Linked DNA regions of Mus musculus: region 1 is linked to region 2. The links are chromatin contacts, called in public HiChIP or PLAC-seq maps. All regions are on one chromosome and are shown on one strand. The core of a region is the stretch at or near the end of the contact, and the rest is flanking DNA. Distances in the headings are between cores, read along the strand shown.

Region 1 (6,414 bases), core at 1,198-3,697, 200 kb before region 2:
ACCTTTTTTTTTTTTTAAGTAACCATTCTGAATGCACAAGTCTGTGAGTCTTCTATGAGCCCAGGTCTGCCCCTTGGAAGAGGGGATGCCTAATGATGCTCAGAGGCCCATCCCTCTTTTATAAAGAATCAAGTTTCATAGTAGGGTTTTTTTTTCTAAGTAAAATTTGTTTTGTTGTTCTCTCCCCTTCCCCTTTGTCTTCCCTCCCCTCCCCCTCTTCCTCCTTCTCCTCCTTCGCCTCTCCCTGTGCTTTCCTACTCCCAGAATCCTTTGTACTTTAGTGTCAGCCGTAGCTTAATCCAGTGTACACATAACTCCTTCATTCTTATGGGTGCTGGGGTAAAAGTGCAAAGAAAAGAAACAGAAAAAAAACAAAACAAAAACAAAAAACAAGCAAACAAACAACGACGATGAATAGAAAAGGTTTATGACAAAGTCAGGTATTCTCAAGTAGACCTTCCACTTACAGATAAATATAAAAAGTAGCAATTCTCACCCTTAGCTCATCATCATCGATAATGGATCATATCTCCAGACAGTACACCAAAACCCTTCATTTAGTTTTTATCCTCACTGAAGATGTATACCTGAAGTGATAACCCTGAGTCTAGGTAAGTACTTTTGAAGAAGGAACCTGCAGCTCTCTGTGTGGGAGCCCTGAGGAAGCAGAAGCAGTACAAGCATACACTAGAGCTGCTGTGAGGGGAAAACATTGAGCAATATACACAGCCATGCTTAACAGTACTGAGAGCAAGATAGATCTAAATTAATATTAGTTCCCCTTTCTTTCCCCATGTGTCTGTGCGCAGCAACTTTGCTTTTGACTTTGAAACATGAAACTTGTCTCCTCTGCCGTCAGCGCACATTTCTCAAGTTGCTGAAAACCTAAATAAAGACAGAAACGAGGGCTGAAAGACAGACCTGCTTTACAGGAGAATTTGAGGGGAGGAAAATTAGTAATTATATGTCAGACCTCCTATATTTATGATTTTAACAAAAGGCATGCTGTTTTTTTCTTCCCATTCTTTTATGGTAGGTAGTGTCATTTTTAAAGGAAGGGGAAGAAAAATCCCTGGGCTACATGGTGGGATATAGGCTAAATGGTGAGATATAGGCTACATGGTGGGATATAAGCTACATGGTGGGATATAAGCTACATGGTGGGATATAGGCTACATGGTGGGATATAGGCTCAATCAAAGTTTCTATTCCTGATGTGCAGCTCACGCTAGAACAAAGTTGAGAAGTTGGGTCCTCAGCCAGAGAGGGGTTTTAAGGCTTTGAAACAGATTTTACACATGGAAGAGTTCTAGGACTGGTAGAAGGTAGCTTGCCAGAAGCCACCCTATGAGACTTCCCCTGAAAGAGGTTTGGAAGATACTGAGATCACATACAGTTGCAAGCAAAGGAGAGGAAAATACTCTCAGGAGCAAGCTGGCATGGGGTTAAAATTGAAAAGCTTGTACTTTAATCCAGAAGAGACCAGCATCATAGTGTCTTCCAGGACTTGCCCAACAGTGGACCCACGAAGGGGAGAAAGTTCATTATGTCTTGTTTTGGGGACCCAACTCACCCAGCTGGAGCTGTTCGCAGGTCTGGTTTGGATTCTTTCTGATCCCGCATCTGTAAATCGCCCCAGGATTGACCACTGAGGCATTAGAGAGCCAGCTGGCAGTGGGAGCCCCCACGATGAGCCTAAAGCAAGAACCATGCAAGTTCGCTCAGACGTGAACCAGTCTGCCCACCCACTCTGCCCCGTGTTGGCTTGTGACAGCTGTGCAGTGGTCAGCAAGGGAAGTGGCACCCACCTCCTCTTCCCATGACTGGAGACCCAGGACTCAGGAGCACCCTGGGGGCTGCCATCCCAAGATAAGTTAGTTCCAAGGCTCTCCAGTGAGGCAGCTGGCTGAAGCCAGGTCTTTCTCTGACCTCCCAGGAGGGCGGAAAGTTTGATTCATACAAGGAATCCCAGAGGCGGAGGCGCTGTGACATGCCTCTTGGGGAGGGCGCACTCACCAGCGCTTCGACCCGTGGCTGTGCAGCACCACCGAGTAGCCAAACAGCGTGCCGGAGGGGCCCTGGTACAGCAGTGCATTCTCCGGGTCCAGGTTGTAGGAGTGCCCGGTTGGCACCCCGAAGTACAACAACAGCATCACCGCTTCCCGGAGGGCGATCCCTCGGGACCTCGGTCTGCACCTCGCTTCCGCAGCCATGCGCTCTTGGTGGAGAACATTCAACACAAAACGGCCACTGACCAGAGTTGCACAGGATGCGACGGTTGGCCAAAGAGAAGAGCGCCCCAAGAGATGAAGTGCAGCAGCGTGTCCGGTGCTGGCAGGCGACAGGGGCGGAGAGAGGGACGCCAGAAGAGGAGGGGAATTGGTGGCCACAGGCGGAGCGATCGTAGTGGCCAGGGATGCTTCAGGCTCTGGCCCACGCCCCGTTTCTGTGGCCCCGGAGCCAGGGGCCGGGTGCTCCTAGGATCTGGGTGGGGTCCTGGGTGTGGTGCAGTGGCTCACAGCCTGGCCTCCCTCTCCCCAACCCGATCCCCATCCCCGCCCCGCAGCAGCTGTAGGGGGCGCTAGGGGACCTAGGTTGCATGGACTCACACCCTGGCAGACATCACACACAGTGGCTCTGGCTTCTGGGGCCCAGCAAAAATAACCCTTGGGGGAACACAAAACAGATCAGGGGATTCCCTTTTGAAAGTTGGCTAAGGCTTGATGCCTTGCGGGACTTCACCAAGTGACTGGCCTCCAGGGCCAGTCCCAGTGGCCAATAATTTGGGAACTAAGACTGTGGAGAACCTTCCAGAACTTCCTCTGTCACTTATGTGCTGTGTAGCATACAGAAATTACACAGTTTGCAAGAAGCCAAAACTGCTGCCCCCCCCCCCTCCCGCCCCAGCCCTATTGGAGCATTTGGTGACAAAAGTATATGGCTAGTCTCTTCAAAACTCCCAGGCCTGCAGCCTTTTATGCAGGCTTCCTTCCTCTCTATACACTTCCTCTTAAATAGAGTCTATACGCATGAGCAAGCCAGGCAATAGCCTAACACAGAAAACCCAGGCAAGCTAAGGAAATTCTGTGACTTGCCTCACTTAGCAGACTCCACCCCTTGCTCACTTCTTCATAACTAGTCCCCATGTACACACTCAGTTACCCCAGGACATACCTACCACCAGATGTGTAGACACAGCCTAAGACAAGGTCATAACAGGCTTCTAAAAAGCCACCAGAGATCAGAGTCACAGCACACCTAAGCCAGGAGATGGGCCTCTGCTGAACATACTCCTTGTGTGCTGCTTTTCTTTTTTTTTTTAATTTTATTTTATTTTTAATTTATGTCTTACACTCCATATTCCATTCCCTGCTTTTCACGCTGGAGCAGGAGGCAAGTGCTGGTGAGTGTTAGCAGGTGAGATGCTGGCCCTCTTACCTTTGTTGCAAAAAAAAGACAAATGACAAGAAAGAAAGAAAGAAAGAAAGAAAGAAAGAAAGAAAGAAAGAAAGAAAGAAAGAAAGAAAGAAAGAAAAAGAGAGAGGGAGGGAGGGAGAGAAAGAAAGAAAGGAAGAAAGAGAGAGAGAGAGAGAGAGAGAGAGAGAGAGAGAGAGAGAGAGAGAAAGGAAGGAAGAAAGGAAGAAAGAAAGAAAGAAAGAAAGAAAGAAAGAAAGTCCGTGTCTGCCAGTTACACCAACAGAATCACAGGCCCGCAGCTGTCGCTGTTCACTGAGTCAGATCATCTCATGCAGTGGGCAGCCCCCAGTCCTCGAAACACCACAACAAATCAGCAGGATGCCTGGAGGAGCACCCAGCAACATTTTTGGCCTGATAGTAGAAAAGAAAAGTTCCCTACTCCATAAAGTTTAATTGTTTGGGAACACTTGAAGAGAGCTGGAAGGCAAGGATCGCTGAGTTGGGCTCCACACACTCTGAGAAGAGGCACGAGGGAGGAGCCGGTCAGCCTGGTTGAGGGACTGAAAAATAAAATAGCACGTGCCTCCTGAGCCCCACAGGCAGGGAAGGGATGGTGAAACTCTGGTTGGCACTGATAGCTGTACAGTGGCTAATGGGCAGGTCCTCATTTCTATCATTCAGATTACAATTTGCTACTTTTCCAGAAGTATTATTCAACAAGCCAAGACAACCCTCCTTCCTTCCCTTAGGACTTGAAAACAGCCCTGCTGCTAAAAATCCCCTCCCATTGGGGAGATAGAAACAATGTCTACCCCTTGTGCTAACGTCCCATTGGCAAACCCAGGCATGACTCTGAAATTCCTTTCCTCTGGGGAACTGTCTTAGTTAGGGTTCCTATTGCTGTGACAAAGCACCATGATCAAAAGCAACCTGGGGGAGGAAAGGATTTATTTGCCTTAGATATCCTGAATCATACTTCATAAGGGGAAACCAAAACAGGAACTCAAACTGGGCAGGAACTTGGAGGCAGGAGCTGATGGAGAACCCACTGTCTTGCTTCTGGTAGCTCACTTAACTGGCTTTCTTATGGTGCCTAAGAACACCAGCCCAGGGTGGAGGTGGTACCACCCACAGTGGGTTGGACTGTCCCACACTCTATCATTACATGAAAAAGAAAAAAAAAACATTTAAAAAGTCCTACCGGCTTGCTTGCTTGCCTACAGCCCACATCTTATGGAAGCAATTTGTCAATTGAGATTTCTTCCTCTCAGGTGACTGTAGGTTGAGTCAAGTTGACATACCCAGCACAGGAATCTATATGTTGGTTGTGTTTCTTCCGAAGCATAAGTGAGAGTTACTTACTAATATGTGGGTTCTCTTTCCCAACACACCACACCTGGAAAACCAGCAGACTGAAGGGTTCCTTGTAGAGGCATCAATGGAGACCCACTCCCAGTCTTTTGGAGATTACTTAATTCAGCCCCTCCTTCAAAGGATAGCAACTCAAACAGGCTTTCATACACCAGGTGGTAGGGAGCAGCTGGATACTCAGGGTCTCCGACCCTCCTCACTTCTCCATGTGTTGTTTAAACAGTCAACAGGTCCATTTGGGATAATCAGTTTGCAAGAGGGACAAGCTGACCTCCACAAGGTGGCAGTTGCTAGGTTCAGAGGATAGTCACATACAAGCCTCAAGCGTTAAGGCTTTGGAACTGCTTTATAAACTCCCAAATTAATGTTCTCTTTCCTCAGTGGCACTCTCCCTTGATGACTCGTTTTCATCCTTGTGATGTAGTCCCAGACTATCCCAAACCTGTCCCTCTTCCTTGGACCCCATTCACTTAGGCCATCTCTGCTCCCTAATTCCTGAAGTTCCCCAAGGCCCTTCCATCATCCTCCGGGTCTTTGACTGTCTTGACACTCTACCTGGGCACACAGCCATTCTCTGACTTCGCATGTTTTTTTCTTTCCCTTCCTCTCCCCTTCTTCCCTCCTGGTTTTCTCTCTTTCTCCCTTGCTAAAGAGATTTTTTTTCTTCCCATCCAATGTAAAGCCTCCCTGTTCTGTTCACTTTCTATTGGACTCTCACATTTCATTTTCCCTGTGCCTTTGCTAGAATGAAAAGAAACTGGAGCTGCTACTGCTGTTCCAGCCACACAGCTGCTGCTGGCCTGTAGTAGGCACCCAACGGGTATCTCTGCTGGTGTCTCTTACGTGAGCATCACTAATTCATAGTGGAAGGGACTTGAAATGTATAAAAGCAAATCCTAGCCTCAAGCGCTTTATAACAGAAAAATAATGTGTTTGTTTTGGGGAACAGTGTAATGTGGTCCAAAGGGACTGTCATGTAAGATGGGCTGAGTATAGGTAGTGACAACATACAAGTAATTTGGACCTAAAAATCAATTCTGAGCCCTACATGTGAGATAGGGAAAATGAAAGAGTGGATGAAGTACATTTGGTGTGTGTGTGTGTGAGTGTGTGCGTGTGTGAGTGTGCATGTGTATGCGTGTGTGCATGTGTGTGTGCGTGTGCGTGTGCATGTATGTGCATGTGTGCATGTGTGTGTGTGTGTGCATGTGTGAGTGTGTGCGTGTGTGTGTTGCTGCAGTGATGTAGTGTAACAGAGAAGGGTAAAGTGGAAGGCACTGTTACTTTTAGTCTAGGTGGCTGAGATAATGGAAAACAAAAACAACTTGCAGAGAGGAAGTAGAACATTGCAGGCTAGGGCAAGAAGTCTTTTTGGGTGATGCTGGCTATGTTTTACAGTCAAGTCTAAGTTATTGTTGGCACATTTAGCAAGACACTGCTAGCAAGTAGTGTCTTAAGCTGTCTTTTATTATATGTTTTCAATTACTATAAAATAATAACATGTGCATAAGGGAAAATTTTATCATCTCTCTGCCTTCCTATAATCTATCCTTGGAATATATCTCCTTCCCCACAATGACTTGTGTGTCCAAGTGTGGGTTTAAGGAGCACTCTTGTGGAATCACA
Region 2 (7,296 bases), core at 590-3,089:
ACTACCATCATCTATTTTAACACTAAAACAACATCTCTTCCTAACCTAGCTTCCTAGTTATTCAAGTTGTTAAGACAGATTTTATTTAAACAAAGACATCTATAGTTAGCATCTTTCTCATAATCATAATCCAAGATAAAACACTAACTCATGTAAGAGATGTGTCAGGGGATGGAGACACCTTAGTCAAAACAGACATCAGATCACAGCATGAAGGGTGTCAAAAGGACCATATACAATCTTAGTTTCACACACTCATCTCTGAAGAGCCCTCTATGAATTTCAGTGGTCACCCCACCCAGAACAGTGGCATGTTCCCATGGTAACTGATCTATTTTACACAGGAACAGGAATGTTAAGGGAGGAGAAAATAAAATAAAAACTGGAAGTGATTGTTCCGAAAATATGATGACAGCAGGCAAAAGCCTTCAGGACACATCAAGAGGGAATTTTGCCACATAGAAGGTAAGAGGCAGAGCCCGTGTTAGAATAGTTTTTAAAGTCTGAAACAAATCTAAGAATAAGATACTCGATAAAAAAATCGAGAGAGAAGAGGAAGGAAGAAAAGGAGAAGGGAAGAAAGGAAAGGCAGCAAAAAGGGAGGAAGAGACCCGAAGAAGTAAAGCCCATTCCCTATCAGATCCACCATCAGGGACAGGACAGAAAAATGTCAGTGACTGCCTTCCTCACTGGCTCTCAGAGTGATCAGCTGTGAATGGCAAAGAGGGGAGTGTCCCTGATTAAAACCATCCACTCTAGGTGGTCACAAAAGCCCTCTCTAGTTCTCCTGGCCACTAGGATGATATGATATATATATCATCCTGAAGGTGAATTATTGCAGAAGTTTGAGTTTATTTAGCCAGTTTTGAATTTTGAGAACAGGAAAACCTATGCTCCAATCTCCAGTGACAATTTCCCGCTCATCCATGTCAAAAATAAGAAAAAATCAAGGTTTTGAAAAAGAGCTTGAGTAGGCACTCATTGACAATCAATAACCTGGCTCCAGGTATTTGTAATATGGAGTCTCAGATGTGCCTCTTAACCATGGTGCTTTCTCATTTGAGTTGACCTATTTCCAGGTTTACAATAGCAATTAAAATGTACTTGATCATTTTCACCAAAATTTGTTCACTACACTTGTTTGTCACCAAACAGTTACCAGGAAGAGATGTCCAGTTTATCTAGCAGATTGGAATAAATTCATAATTCCGGCTGTAGCTCCAGAGCAGTTTGCCTCTGAACTTGTCAGTACATTGTAAACCATGCCCTTGTGACACATCTGTATGCCCCATGCTGATCAAATAAGTAAAGGTCCTTTGTGCTTCCTTCTCTCACCTGTGCACACAGCGTTTGGTTTAATAAAGCCTACCGTTCTGCATTTCAGAAGCCCCTCTTTGAGGGTACGGTTGGTGAGATCGCCCCACTTTAAGTGTAGTAAAGCTTCTTAGAATAAGCACCTTCTGTTAAATGCTTTCCACTTGCTTTCTAACTTGGGAGCAACCACTCTTCGCTCCTCACTCGGAGGCTAATGAAGGCTTCCAGCCCTTTACGCCACTTGATAGCTCAAAAAGCACTTCACAAATGGAACTCCCTTAGACCTTTGTAAGCATTGCTCCTTCACAGAAGCATCTGTCTGCTTGCTTTCCTGTCTGCTTTTGTAGCCATGCATAGTTTTAGTTAGCTGGAGTTTAGTTCTTCAGACAAACTTTACTGTATTTATAAAACACATTGATGTAAAAACATAAACACGTAGTCATAGATTCAAAACACAGACCTGGGCAGCAATGGTGTTTTTGGCAACAGATAGAGGAAGAGGAAATTGTAATGAGTTTCTTTTTGTCTCCCACAAAAACCCACAAGCTACATTTCATACTCTTATTAGAACAACAGAATCAACAGCCTCCATATGGGCCAGCTACCCAGGCACAGTAAAAATGTTATTAGAAGCCATGAATTGCAAAACAGGCCAGGTGAACAGCATAATGGAACAAACAGCACACCACAGGAAGCCAGCAAACCTTCAGGGGATCCTCTAAGGCCTCAAATACACTAAAAAGTGCACAGACAGACATGGCAGAAGTTTTGCCTGCTTTTGAGTTCTAATTTTATACTAACTATTGTGCAAACCAGGAAAATCCTCACCAAAAATTTCTGAAGCTCTTGCACTCATTCATTGCAACTCTGGTGCATCAGAGCATGCTAATATCCACCATAAGTTTACCCCTGCAAATACGGTCGGAAAACATCCTTTCGTATGTGGCTCTTCGGCTATTTGCAAGATTCAGATAAATAGAATTTGAAATATCTCCATTCTTTTCTTCTCCCTTTGTCCACAAGCTTTTAGAGCAAAATAATTCCATTCTATTCATGTCATTACTGTCTTACATTTTTTTCATGAACTACAGATGATGTGCAGATAAGTTTATAGAGCAAAGACAGTAGAATATCAGTGTGAGTTTTCCATACTAAGCTAGTGGTCCTTTGCTTATCTATCACCCAGGTTAATATACAGGTCTGACAGCAGTGGAAATTGTAAATGGTCTTTAATAGCTGTGTGTTCAACCAATTCCAGTGCAGATGTACTTGTATGAAAATCATCAAAGGTCAAATTTTACCTTGTAAGAGCAAAGACAAGAAATTATGGTCACCAGAGCCTAACAGTATAGATCAGAGATATCAACCAGATGTTATCAGTTGCATAGAACAATTTTAAGAGTTTATCTGTATAGTCATAGTGACTATGCTAGTCATGTTATGAGTTATATATCAAAATTGTTAAGTGGGATCTTAGATGTCCTCATTGAACACACAGATTAAACCTACGAGGTGATACGTTAGTCTTTGGTTTAGTCACTTCACAACACATATATATCTAAAAGCATCATGGTATCAACTGTACATATGGACAAGATAATAGGTAAGTCACATACATGTATTTATTCCTTTTTAAAATATCAGTTAAGATACCTTTTACCCAGCAAATTTCACAACAAGTTGCTATAAGTTAAAAGTATAAGTGAATAGTTACAATATGCTATAAAATGACATATATGTGTTAATGAATAGATCACAACGGCTCAGAATCAGCCTGACCCTGTCCCATTCAAGCAGTAGTTAAGTAGATCACAAGCCCAGAACTGTGAGACAAGAATCACAGTTTTGTCTTGGCATTGAAAGGTAAATTAGTCTCTTTTATTTTCTTTGGAGCCAAGGGTAAAACCAAAAATCTCTAATATATATTATACAACCTATGGCTTCAAACACCAACGACACAGACAAGAAGGAGGAAGATGTCCCTTTTGCATTTACTCTCAGTACTCACACCCTTAGGGGGAAACCACACCCTAGTCACTAAGGCACTTTGCTACATTCAGAATGGATCTGTACATTTTAACAGCTTAGAAAAATAGCCTGTCCAGGTCAACACTTCTGATTTTTGCCTGACGCATTTGCACGTACAGAGTTCTGACTATATATTGAATGCATTTTCAAGACTAACAGAGTTCCACATATCTTCTTATCAGGTAAGTAACAAGGAAAATGTTCACTGGATTTTGTGCCTTTTTAATGCATGAAATGGGTTAATTTTTATAAAGAATTATAAGACTTCACTCTCTCTATATATATATCATATACATACACCATATATAAAAATGGAAAGTCCAGTGCCTGACCTTCAATGACCTAATTCGTGACCACTGCTGCAAGACCTTTAGCATTGCCTCACACCTTGGCAGTTTCCTCTTTCTTTCTTTTTTTTTTTTTTATATTTTTTATTAGGTATTTTCCTCAATTCCACTTCCAATGCTATCCCAAATGTCCCCCATACCAGTTTCCTCTTTCTAATTCAGAAGATTGAAGCCAACGGATCCAGATACACTCAAAGATACACATAGCCTGAAGAGCATGGCTTGCTTTGACTGTCTACTGCTTAGAAGACCTTGGTATTCTGAACATATGTTTTATTTTTCTTTGAAATTTTGCAATTATTTTGTTGGATTCTAAGCTTGTCACTCACCCCATTTCTTATTTATCCATATAGTTTTATTGTCTCAGCTCCTGTACTCATTTCTATTTATCTATGTGCTCTACACAATATGTAAACATCACTCTGTGTAGCACACACACACACACACACACACACACACACTCACACACACAAAAGCATCCCCTATTGCATCCTGAGATGTAAGGAAAATGATCATTCTCTTTTCTTTACATCTATATGTCTTTTCCACATTATGGGACAGTGCTAGGGAATACTCAGCACAAACCAGTTTGGACAGCATCTCAGTAACTCATGTGCCCCTGGGCATCCTGGACCACTGCCTTCCGATCTGTATGCCATTCAGCTGTGGGTCTGAGCTGCCCTGCAACATTATCTTGTTCTGCGGCATGAAAAGCTCAAGTCTTCTCAGATGCCTCTCCCCATTCTCCTCAACTCTCAGACAATGGAATTTTCTATTAAATGAGGGAGCACAGCTCTCAGAGGGAGAAAATCGGGTGTTTGTTCTCTTTCTTCTGTCCACTATAATACAAAGCCTTGTTCCTCCTCTCGGGAGAACGGAAGGCTGGCTGGCAGTCAGTTTGACAGAAGGAGATCAGTGCAGCGGAAAATTGGATAACAGGATAAAAATCTACGGGGCCACAGGAATCCCATCAAAACTGGCTCCTCCTGTCAAAACCTAGACAGGAGACAAGGACGAATATAGAATGTTATTTATATTTAAATATTTCTAATGATATCATAATTATTCTGCTGCCTCTGCTAGGCAGCCATTTTCCTGTGAACCACAATTCTGCAAACCAAATGTTGTGTTTTGGAGATAATCTACATAAGAATCAGACAGCTTCAATCAGACATCTGGAAAACCCTATAAACTCCTCAAATAGCTATTTCTAAAGCATAATGGCTTTTTTTTTTCAAAGATACTTTTCTTAGAGCATAATAGTCAAGTTAAGAAATACAGGTCACTATTGACTCTTAAGGACAAGAAAGCCAGCCTACCAAACAGGTAGCTAGAAAATTGATTTCACTTAAAGTTAAATAGGGTATTTAAAAAAACACATCCTATTTACATTTTCACAATATGTTATACTGGGTTATTCTACAGTTCAAATTGCTGGCTGATTTTTTTATATATACTAAACTTAATGCTAAGTTCCCAAAACTGGTATTTTAACTGCTCAAAGGCAGAAATTTTCTTATTTATGAACTTGGACCAAAGTTTTGATATAGATATTCTAAATCAATATGTATTATAATTAATTCTTACATTAAAATCTGGTATTTTCTCAGAGACTATACTGAAAGTAAAGTCAGCATTTATACCATAATGAAAAACAAAAATGGATGGACTTAGAATGTATGGTATTAATATATACAGTCTCAGAAAGCAAAAAAAAAAAAAGTATGTTCTTTCTTATATGTGAAATTTAGCCAATAACTGGTGTATATATGTAAACAACTGTTCATATAGCTCCAGTGCAATGTAGAAAAGGACAAGAAAGATTAAAAATTAGGGGATGTGGACTGGATACTGGTGATGGATATGTTATGAAAAAGGACAAAAAAAAATCTAGTTGTTTGCCTAGTTTTAAATCTCCTAGGTTTTTAGTTTGGGTGGCAGAAAACTGCATAAAATATATTCATCATAAAATCCAATGTATAGCCACACAGCTTCCTTTCCAAATGACTAACTGTATAATGACCACTCATTGAGGTGTGTGGACCCTGGTCTGGTTAATTTTGGAGTGTGTGTGTGTGTGTGTGTGTGTGTGTGTGTGTGTGTGTGTGTGTGTATGTGTGGTTTTATTGTTGTTGCTGATGCAGCAAGGTTTTTGAAATAAAGTTTGTAATTTTTTAATTCTAAAAGAAAAAAATTTATTTAATGCTAAAACTTCTAAAATGTACTTTCTGTTGCTCTTCCATGGAATTTTAATCTTAAAAATTCCTGAGGACTTAGTGGCCTTCTTTTTTTCGTCATATTCGCGTTTTATTTATAAAGGAATGGCCATCCACAAACAGCTATTAATACCAACGTGTATAACAGAAAATAAAGTAGAAAGAGATCAGGAGAGGATTGATTTAAGATCATTAAATAAATTGTATAAGTGTCAATATGGTCATTGCTTATAGTACTCAAGACACTGTGACTACAGTTCAGGTAAAATCCTAACACAAAAGCATTCCGTTCACAGTACAACCGTTAAAATTTATGCTGGAGCGCATACATGGAGGGCGAAGCAAATGAGCATTCTCCACTGTCAAAACCTTTGGCTCGCACAGCTTCTGGCCATCGGAACCCATTTTATGGTACAAATTCCTGCTCCGGTTGCTGCCCGCTTGATGAGAAGCCTCTCCCTTGTTCACAGGTGTCATTGTGTGCCCACCTTCGCTCTCTCCTGCTCATTGTCTGCCTGGAAAGCTTCTCTCCCGTGTCTCTCTTTTATCCAAAGTCTCATCCTTCAATACCCAACCGAAACATCTTCCCTTAAAACTTTTGTTGTCATGTTTTATTTTCGTTTTTTAAAAGCTATTTTATTTTTTTCAACTTAATCACCTTACATCTCACTCACTGCCCCACTCCCTGGCATACCCTCCCACAGTCCTTCCCTCATTTCCCTTCCTATTTTCCTCTGAGCAGGTAGGTTCCCCTCCCCCAATCCTCCTCCCACTCTGGCACTTCAAGTCTCTGCAAGGAGGCAGCCCAGATAGAAGAACATTATCTCACAGACAGGCAGCAGCTTTTGGGATAGATCCCGCTCCAGTTGTTCCAGAGGGAGGCCTAGATCCAGCCCATGTATGTTCTTTGGTTAGTGGTTCAAACTCTTAGAGCCCAAGGGTCCAGGCTAGTTGATTCTGTTGGTCTTCCTATAGAGTTTTATCCTCTTTTAGGGCCCCCAATCGTTCCTTCTATTCTCCACAAGAGTCCCCAAGCTCCATTCACTGTTTGGCTGTAGGTTTCTCTGTATCTTTCTGAGTCAGCTGCTGGGTGGAGTTTCTCAGAGGTGATTTTGAAGCATTGATTTTCTTGACTCTACTCCCTAAGAGCTCATGGGTACCACCGCACCCCCCAGTTCATGGGCTGCTAGGGATCAAATCCAGAGCGTTCATGAATGCTAAGCCTGCATTTACAGCTTCCTCTTCCACCCATGAAGCCTTTTGCTGACAAAAAACAATTTTAAAACATTACAATTAGTTTGTAATTAGTAACAAAATTGGTGACAAAAGTTAGTTGTTTGGTGTGATGCAATGTTCTGAATTATTAACACATATGACCTTGCTTGATTTTT

What was found. HiChIP or PLAC-seq counts read pairs in DNA pulled down with a chosen protein or histone mark.
Region 1: a contact with region 2 is called in an H3K4me3 HiChIP or PLAC-seq map of bone marrow-derived macrophages, with 11 times the contacts expected there. The contact joins the promoter of Itga4 here to the enhancer-like site in region 2. A contact is called at or near these places in 11 of 39 promoter capture datasets (the 3T3-L1 cell line, the C10 cell line, the HPC-7 cell line and 8 more), 3 of 15 datasets of contacts at CTCF or cohesin (CD8 T cells, large pre-B cells and pro-B cells), 26 of 484 Hi-C or Micro-C datasets (B cells, the C10 cell line, CD4 T cells and 18 more), 19 of 115 datasets of contacts at active chromatin or transcription factors (the 230-238 cell line, CD8 T cells, the SCID.adh cell line and 11 more) and 3 of 9 other capture datasets (adipose tissue, liver and pancreatic islet).

Annotation. Positions count from the first base shown.
Region 1 is chr2:79,251,459-79,257,872 of GRCm38.p6, reverse strand. Itga4 (integrin alpha 4) reads right to left here and starts at 2,447. Exons shown (of 28, transcript NM_010576.4): 1 at 2,017-2,447; 2 at 1,574-1,695. The coding sequence starts at 2,213.
Region 2 is chr2:79,045,369-79,052,664 of GRCm38.p6, reverse strand. No RefSeq gene overlaps it. Among named protein-coding and RNA genes, the nearest start is that of Gm35748, 73 kb to the left of the region's middle. Within about 2 kb of position 1,839, at least 32 of the 459 cell types and tissues checked have an H3K27ac peak or open chromatin away from gene starts, as enhancers often do. A contact at or near this core is called in CD8 T cells, the CH12 cell line, the SCID.adh cell line and 7 more, where this site is marked.